Linked DNA regions of Gasterosteus aculeatus: region 1 is linked to region 2. A link is a contact called in public Hi-C data. All regions are on one chromosome and are shown on one strand. Each heading gives the region's core, a stretch centred on a gene start, on an enhancer-like site or on the middle of the called end of the contact. The rest is flanking DNA. Distances are from core to core; before and after follow the strand shown. Region 1 holds the start of add2 (adducin 2 (beta)). Region 2 overlaps tet3 (tet methylcytosine dioxygenase 3).

Region 1 (3,474 bases), core at 38-2,537, 58 kb before region 2:
TAACTCAGGTGAATGTCTGCCATTGTGCTGTGGGGGATTTAAATATGGTCCCAACCGCCCCGAGTCACATGGGGGAGGACGAGATGACAGCCCAACATACAACGACCTACAACGTGGGCGTACACATTAAACATTGTTTAAATCCTTTTTCGTTGATGTTTGTTTTTATTTAGCATCCTCTGCTGCCTCTAACCGCCAGCGCTCTGCATGGCTGCCTAGCAACACTCGAACGCGCTGCAGCATCAGCACCGGGATCCGAAGATGGACACCCACAGCATGCACGACTCTCGCTCTGCAAAGAACCACGCATCAAAGAAACAAAAGAAATCAAATGGGCAAAAGAGCTCATGACCTCCCGCGTGTTAACCCGGACTTTCTCCCGAGAAACACACGCACACACCCCACACGGGCTGAGCTTAAGTAAAACAACCAAACAGCCATCACTAATAAACGGGATTAGACTCGGCGCTCGGAAAAGGCGCTGCCATCACAGCAGCCTCGGGATGAACCGCACGGCCCTTCTTCTGCGGAGCACAATGACGAGCACGGAGAGGGCGTGCGAGCCGAATAAATGCGCGATTTCAATAAACAAGCACAAAAAAAGCACACCGCATCGATGCAGGGAGCGTGATGCACCGTGCGGCCGACAACAACACGGTAAACATCGGGCAGTAAAGGACGCTACCGGCGCGCACACGGGCTCCGTGCACGCGTCAGGGAGGATCTCGTGTGTTACTGCGTCCCCGCCATGCATCCAACTACGAATTGGCTGAACGCCTTGTTCGACACAGCTAAAAGACACAGGATCGCGGGCGGTGCACTCACCTCAGAGCATCCTTCAGGACGCAGTCGTCTTTTCGGGTGCGGCACACCCACGGCCCTGGAGGCGCGTCCTCGTCCAAGAAGCAGATGTGGGGTTAATTGCAGTCAGTGTGTCACGATTGGGTAGCGACGCAGGGGATCCTTTGTGGGAGCTCGTCTCAGGGCCTCAGCTGATCCCAAACCAGTGGACCCTTGGTGTTTTTTTGGTTTTTCTGTTCACCGCTCGGTGCGCCCGGACCAGCCCACTGCCACGCCTGTCCACAGTCTGACTCCCGAGGGCTCGCACGCACCCAGCGTGGAGTGGGGATCGCCCCTTTGGCAAAAGACGTGTTATTTAGTTTGAATATCCTGCGCACCGCCCTGGTATAGGGATCTAATGCCGGCTCCCGAAATGTTTAGTGGACTAGGCCCTGTTTGAGTAGAGCAAAATGTTTGCCTGTCAGACAGGCGCCACCTTCTGGTCTAATGGAGAACCACATCTGGGCGACGTAATAAGAAAAAAAAAGAAATCATTCTAGACGGTTTCGTCACATTTGAATAATTGTTCACACCCATAAAGTAGTAAAAGCACATTTACCCAAATACTGTATAAATTAGGTAATTAGGTTTGAGGTGATTGTACTTATTTTACTTTCTACTTCAAATTCTACAACACTGCAGATTTGACAAACACAGTAACATTTTGCCATAGATCATAATACTACAGAGCAGTACAATAGTGTCACTCAACCATTAAAATTCTGATTAAATGTGAATGATTCAGTAATATATAACACATTTATTTTACACAATGATTATACAACTTATTGATACTTTTTATTTGGGTAAACATTTGAAAACAGGCCTTTTACCAATCTATTTTGGGATATTCCGGTCCCTATTCTGGTATTACTTTTGCTTATAAAAAATACTTGCAGCACTTACTCTGGCCACATGTACTTAACTAAATGATGCTGTCTACAATGGCTCATTAGTGCAAGACTCTGTTATTTCCAGTTGTATTTCTTTCTTTTTTTTAGATTAAATAAATAGGTAGTAATATGAGGACTTTTTTTTTAGCAGGAGACATTTAATACTTCATGTAGTTATGTGCAGATTGACAAAACTTATAAAAACGAAGAGTTCTACTTGAACAAACTCTTTCAGACAGTAATTTAAACAAAACTCGCTCATTTTATTTAAGGGCTGCCAAGGATACAGTTTGTAAAAGAAAAAATTAAAACATTCATATTTACTCAAACAAAATTTAAATTTCAAAAGTTAAATTTAATAAGACAAATAAATTTCATTCGGGGGAGGGGGGCTTTTCTTGAACAGGAACCCTGAAAAAAAAAAAAAAAAAGATTTTTATTTTATTTTATTTTGATTTTAAAAATTTGATTATTAAAAGGGATCATCCGAGTGACAAAGTACAACAGAAGGAAGAAGATGATGACAATGGGAAGGAGGAACTTGTACAATTTCCTAAAATTGTAAATTATCTCTCAGACCACATAGGGGCAGCATTTGTTTACTTTTAGACCGATACCGTTCTATGGTACCATTTCTACTACCACAATCTATAATATTAAAAAGAGGAATAAGAGGAAGATGAAAAAAGGAGCAAGAAGACAAAGAAAAGGGGGAAGTAGGCGAAAATGGAGGAATAAGAAATTTAAAAAAAGGGAGGAAGCCAAAAAAGAGGAAAAGGAAAGGACGAAAAATAAAAAAAAGAAGCTGAAAAGAAAGTCATACAATTTCATGAAAGTGTCAATTATCTGTCAGACCACATTGGGGCAGGATTTGTAAGACAGACCAATAAAGGTACTTCTACTACACAGACTTTCATCACAAGTAGAATGAGTAGGAACAAAACGGAAGTATATGAAAAGAGGGAAGAACGTGGAAATAAAAAGGGAGATGGATCAGACAAAGGAGGAATAATAATGCAATTATAGTTTAATCTTACCAACTTTTTGTACGATTGCAGCATTCTGGACTTTAAGTGATTAGATATTCGTGCATTTCATTTTTGGTCCAAGATTTAGGGTTGAGACATCTGTGAAAAGAAGAGGCGGCGGTAAGGCCTGAGATCTGAACAGTGCACTTTCTAACAGGTCAAACAGCATGAATAAGCAATTATTTTTTGCCAACAATAAAAATCTTTTTTTTAATTTAACCGTGCAAACGGTAAAAATGTTGTCTTCAGACAGATTTCCTATTGTGATAGCACGTCAGGCCAACGGGATAATAGAAAAGGGGGTCTCGTCTTGCTCTAAACCGCTTCACCTTGATTTATCCAATCAAACGATGAGGTACTTGTGAGGACGCTTTGAATGAGTCTGATGACAGGGCCACCCTGAAGACAATCAAATTATTTGTGTTGATTGCCAGATGCAATCGTGGCATCTTCCTGTCAGATCATTTCAAGGATTCAAAGTGTGATTGCTTATTGTTTGAAGGATCTGCATTTATGCATGTATACAGTATGAAGGCTGCCTGTATTGTGTTCAAAAGGTTACGTTACGCTGCTCAAGATTTAGCATTTACATAGTCTACGAGATGAATTCTAAAATGTATTATCCATAGAAGCACGCAAATCAAATATTGTATTTCTGCCTATAAAATGCCGTGATGGGGGAAAAAAAAATACATATATTGGAAAACTTGTTT
Region 2 (3,281 bases), core at 738-3,237:
AGGAGGAGCACGTCATCCGACGGCAACAGAGGCAGCTAAATCTTATCCAAATGTGTTTTAAGGGGCAACTGGAATTTTTTTGCCGGAAGGCTGAAGTTCACATTTTCCCAGGTAACGGGGAAATGTGAACGGATGCAAATACAAAGATACAGTATATGCAAATTCCATGCTATAGAAAATATAAAAATGGCTGTTGGAAGGCTTCGCTACAGTGATACTGTATTTTGTGTATAAGAAAGCAGGGCTGTTGGTCAACGTATTCGTGATCAGGAATAGTAATAAAACTAGAAAATAGAGCCCCAGGTTGACAATAATTGGAATTAACTTTTACAGAGGGCTTCTTGCCATAAAATCAAAGATACACATCTGTACATCTTTAAATAGAGATTGATATCTGAGACAAGCCCACTGAAAAACCCTTTTTTCAGATGCGTACATATGATTTCCATAATGTTGATTTGCTGTCTTACAAGGCCGATAATGGCTCCTCCTCTAAGTACAGCTGGAAGATTGACAACAACAAACAAATCAGAAACAAAAAAGGGTACACGTTTTCCAAACATGGAAAAGCAATTGTCTAAGTCTGACAGACTGATTGATTTAAAAAAAATATATATAACCAAAAACAATCACATCATTAATAATAACATTAATGAAAACAGCAATAATAAAAAACAAACAAGTCTTCATTATAATAATACCTGTAATAACAACATTGACAGTAACAATAGCAATCATAATAATAGCGCTAATAATAGCAATAATTAGAATCATTAAAATTCTATGAACAAGAAAAAGCAATGGAGATCCTCTACAGGGAAGAGAGAGGAAGAGCACCACAGGCAGTGTGTCTGAAGCCCAAACACCTGCCTGACATGAGGTAAAAAACAATAAAAATGTCCCCCCCCCCTCTATTGGACTGGAGGGGGCCAGGATGGAGAGACCAGACTGTGGGACGGCTGAGAGACATTCGCCCTGCTCTCTCCGCTGCACCGCTCTGTAGCCGTCAGTCTTTCTGTATCCGCGTGACCTCAGACAAAGTGGCTGTAGGGCCCAGTGAGGCGGGTGAAGGCATAGGGAGACGCAGTCACCGTGGTGGAGGTGTGCAGCGTGGGTGCTAACCGCGTCACTGGCCCCTCCCTCTTGTCTTTAGATTGTCCCGGTCCTGGACTGGCACCTGCCGCCGTAGCCCCCCACTTGCGTTTCTTCCCGAGGGCCTTGATCTCCTCCTGGGAGAGGCCAAGGAGAGCTGCTTCCTGCTGCCTCTCCAGTGCTCGCTCCGCCAGCAGCTTCATTTTAGCTTCCCAGACAGCCAGGCCGTGCATGGGCTGGTTGAGGTTCTTGTGCTGGTAGAAGACCAAGGAGATGCGGGTGGGGTGGGAGCGATCAGGCTTTCTGAGCGGAGTGGTAGCATGTAGTTCCCGACGGGCACATTCAATCAGGATGGACCCGTGGGCTGGTGCTACGGCTACACCACCAATGTTGGGATCCAGGAAGTTGTGCTCGCTGTCGGACCACTCCTCTTCGTCGTACTCCTCGCGGCCTTTGGTGCTCTCAACGTCACTCTCGGCTCGGTTGGGAGTCCAGCAGGCCTGATCTGACTGCTGCAGGGCATCAGGGAACAGGCGACCCTCGGGCGTAGGAGACGGGGAAATGCCCGCCATTGAACCTCCACCGGACTTCCAGGCCTTCTCTTGGAGCCCCAGAGGGGTGGAACACCGACTTTCCCCGGTCTTGGACCAGATCTTGTCTGCGTAGGCCCCTGCAGGATTGCTGTGCTTCAAACCAGGGCTATACGCCGCGGGCCCCATGGCCCAAGCATTTGGCTGAGGGCTAGGAGCAGGGCTGGCCCAGTGCCTGGGGGTGCCTGGGCCCGGGGTGCCTGGGCCCGGAGTGCCTGGGCCCGGAGTGCCTGGGCCCGGGGTGCCTGGGCCCGGGGTGCCTGGGCCCGGAGTGCCTGGGCCCGGGTGCGTTGTGACTGAGCTTGAGTGAGCGCTGCCAGGCTGCGGTGTACCTGTCTGAGGGGTGTTTGAGCGCGGGGTAGAGGGGCGCGTGGACCCTTGGTGCATGTTACCGGGGAACGCTGTCCCTAGGTGAGGTGATGGGGATGAAGAGGGAGGTACCTGGAGTGATGCCGAAGGAGCAGGGGAAGGATTTAGGGCATTTGAGCCTGGGTAGGATGTCCACTGCGCCGGGTAAGGAGAGGCCTGCCGCTGCTGGGGATGCTGGTGAAACTGCTGCTTGTCCGGGGTCAACAACGAGCCCTCGGGGCCTTGTTTTGGATGCAGATGGCCTTCCCAGTTGGTGGGAACGATACTTCCATTAAACTTATGCCCTTGCCAGGCTGCAGGCTGGGGGGTGTTGCTCGGTGTCTTGGCACCAGCCTGGCCGTGCGTTGTGCCTTCATAGACCGGCACGTCCATAGGCTCCTGTTTGATGACTGGGGTGCCTCTGTTGGACTGTTCGGAGCACACGGAGGAAGAACGGGACTGGTTGTGGTCTGCGTGCTGGGCGTAAGCGCTGAGGTTTGGTTGGTTGGCTTGCTCTGGGTGGCTGGGGAAGGACTGGGTCAGTCTGGCCTGAAGGCTTTGAATGTCAGGCTTCAAGTCAGCCTGGGCAACCTTGCCGCCTGCTTTGGGCGAAGAGCCATTTCGACCCTCGTAGGTCCTCAGCTTAGGGCGGAAAAGTGCATTGGGGGAGTAGTTGTAGTAGCCATAGTGCATCGCGGGCAGATTGTGGTGGTAACCGTTTACTGGGTCGGATGCAGAGGGCTGGCCAGTCGGGGGAAGGCCTCCCCTTGCATAGTAGGCAGGGTGCGGATAGATGTTGTTGAATGGGTCTGCTGCCTGCACACGGTATCCATCCATTGATCCATTGAACGGCTCTTTCTTGATGTTGGGCTTCACCTCTTGTTTTATAATTGCTGAATGTTTGAAAAAAAGGAAAAGTAAGTTAAAAACTATAACTCATTGAAGTTCTTAATTGTTTTTGTCTTCTGCTGTATTTGGGTTCCCGTGGTACATTTCAAATCATTTGCCTTGTCAAAGTACATTATGAGTCCAAAACAACCAACCAACCTTTATTGTCTTGGAGTTGAGGGGAACCTGTGATGCAGACCTCAGCCTTGACGATTGTTTTATCCGGTGTCGCTCCTGCCTGCTGCATGAGTTTATTTTTCTTCTTCTCCGAATTGGCCTTCTTGGCCTCCAGTCTGCGCTGTCGGCAGGACTTGGCAGGTTCGGGCAACTTGCGCACCTCACGGCGAAAAGCCTGAAGCACGT

What was found. Hi-C and Micro-C count contacts between places; a contact is called where the count stands out from the background.
Region 1: a Hi-C map of skeletal muscle shows a contact between it and region 2, with 4 times the contacts expected there. The contact joins the promoter of add2 here to the enhancer-like site in region 2. A contact is called at or near these places in 3 of 6 Hi-C or Micro-C datasets (skeletal muscle and whole body).

What each region holds. Positions count from the first base shown.
Region 1 is chr13:17,951,140-17,954,613 of fGasAcu3.hap1.1, reverse strand. add2 (adducin 2 (beta)) reads right to left here and starts at 1,287. Exons shown (of 15, transcript XM_078087236.1): 1 at 826-1,287. figla (folliculogenesis specific bHLH transcription factor) reads right to left here. Exons shown (of 6, transcript XM_040194760.2): 5 at 2,771-2,860; 6 at 1,976-2,144. The coding sequence ends at 2,846.
Region 2 is chr13:17,893,932-17,897,212 of fGasAcu3.hap1.1, reverse strand. tet3 (tet methylcytosine dioxygenase 3) reads right to left here. Exons shown (of 12, transcript XM_040194851.2): 11 at 3,078-3,281; 12 at 1-2,923. The coding sequence ends at 1,032. Among protein-coding and RNA genes, the nearest start is that of LOC120830298, 17 kb to the right of the region's middle. Within about 2 kb of position 1,987, at least 1 of the 9 cell types and tissues checked has open chromatin away from gene starts, as enhancers often do.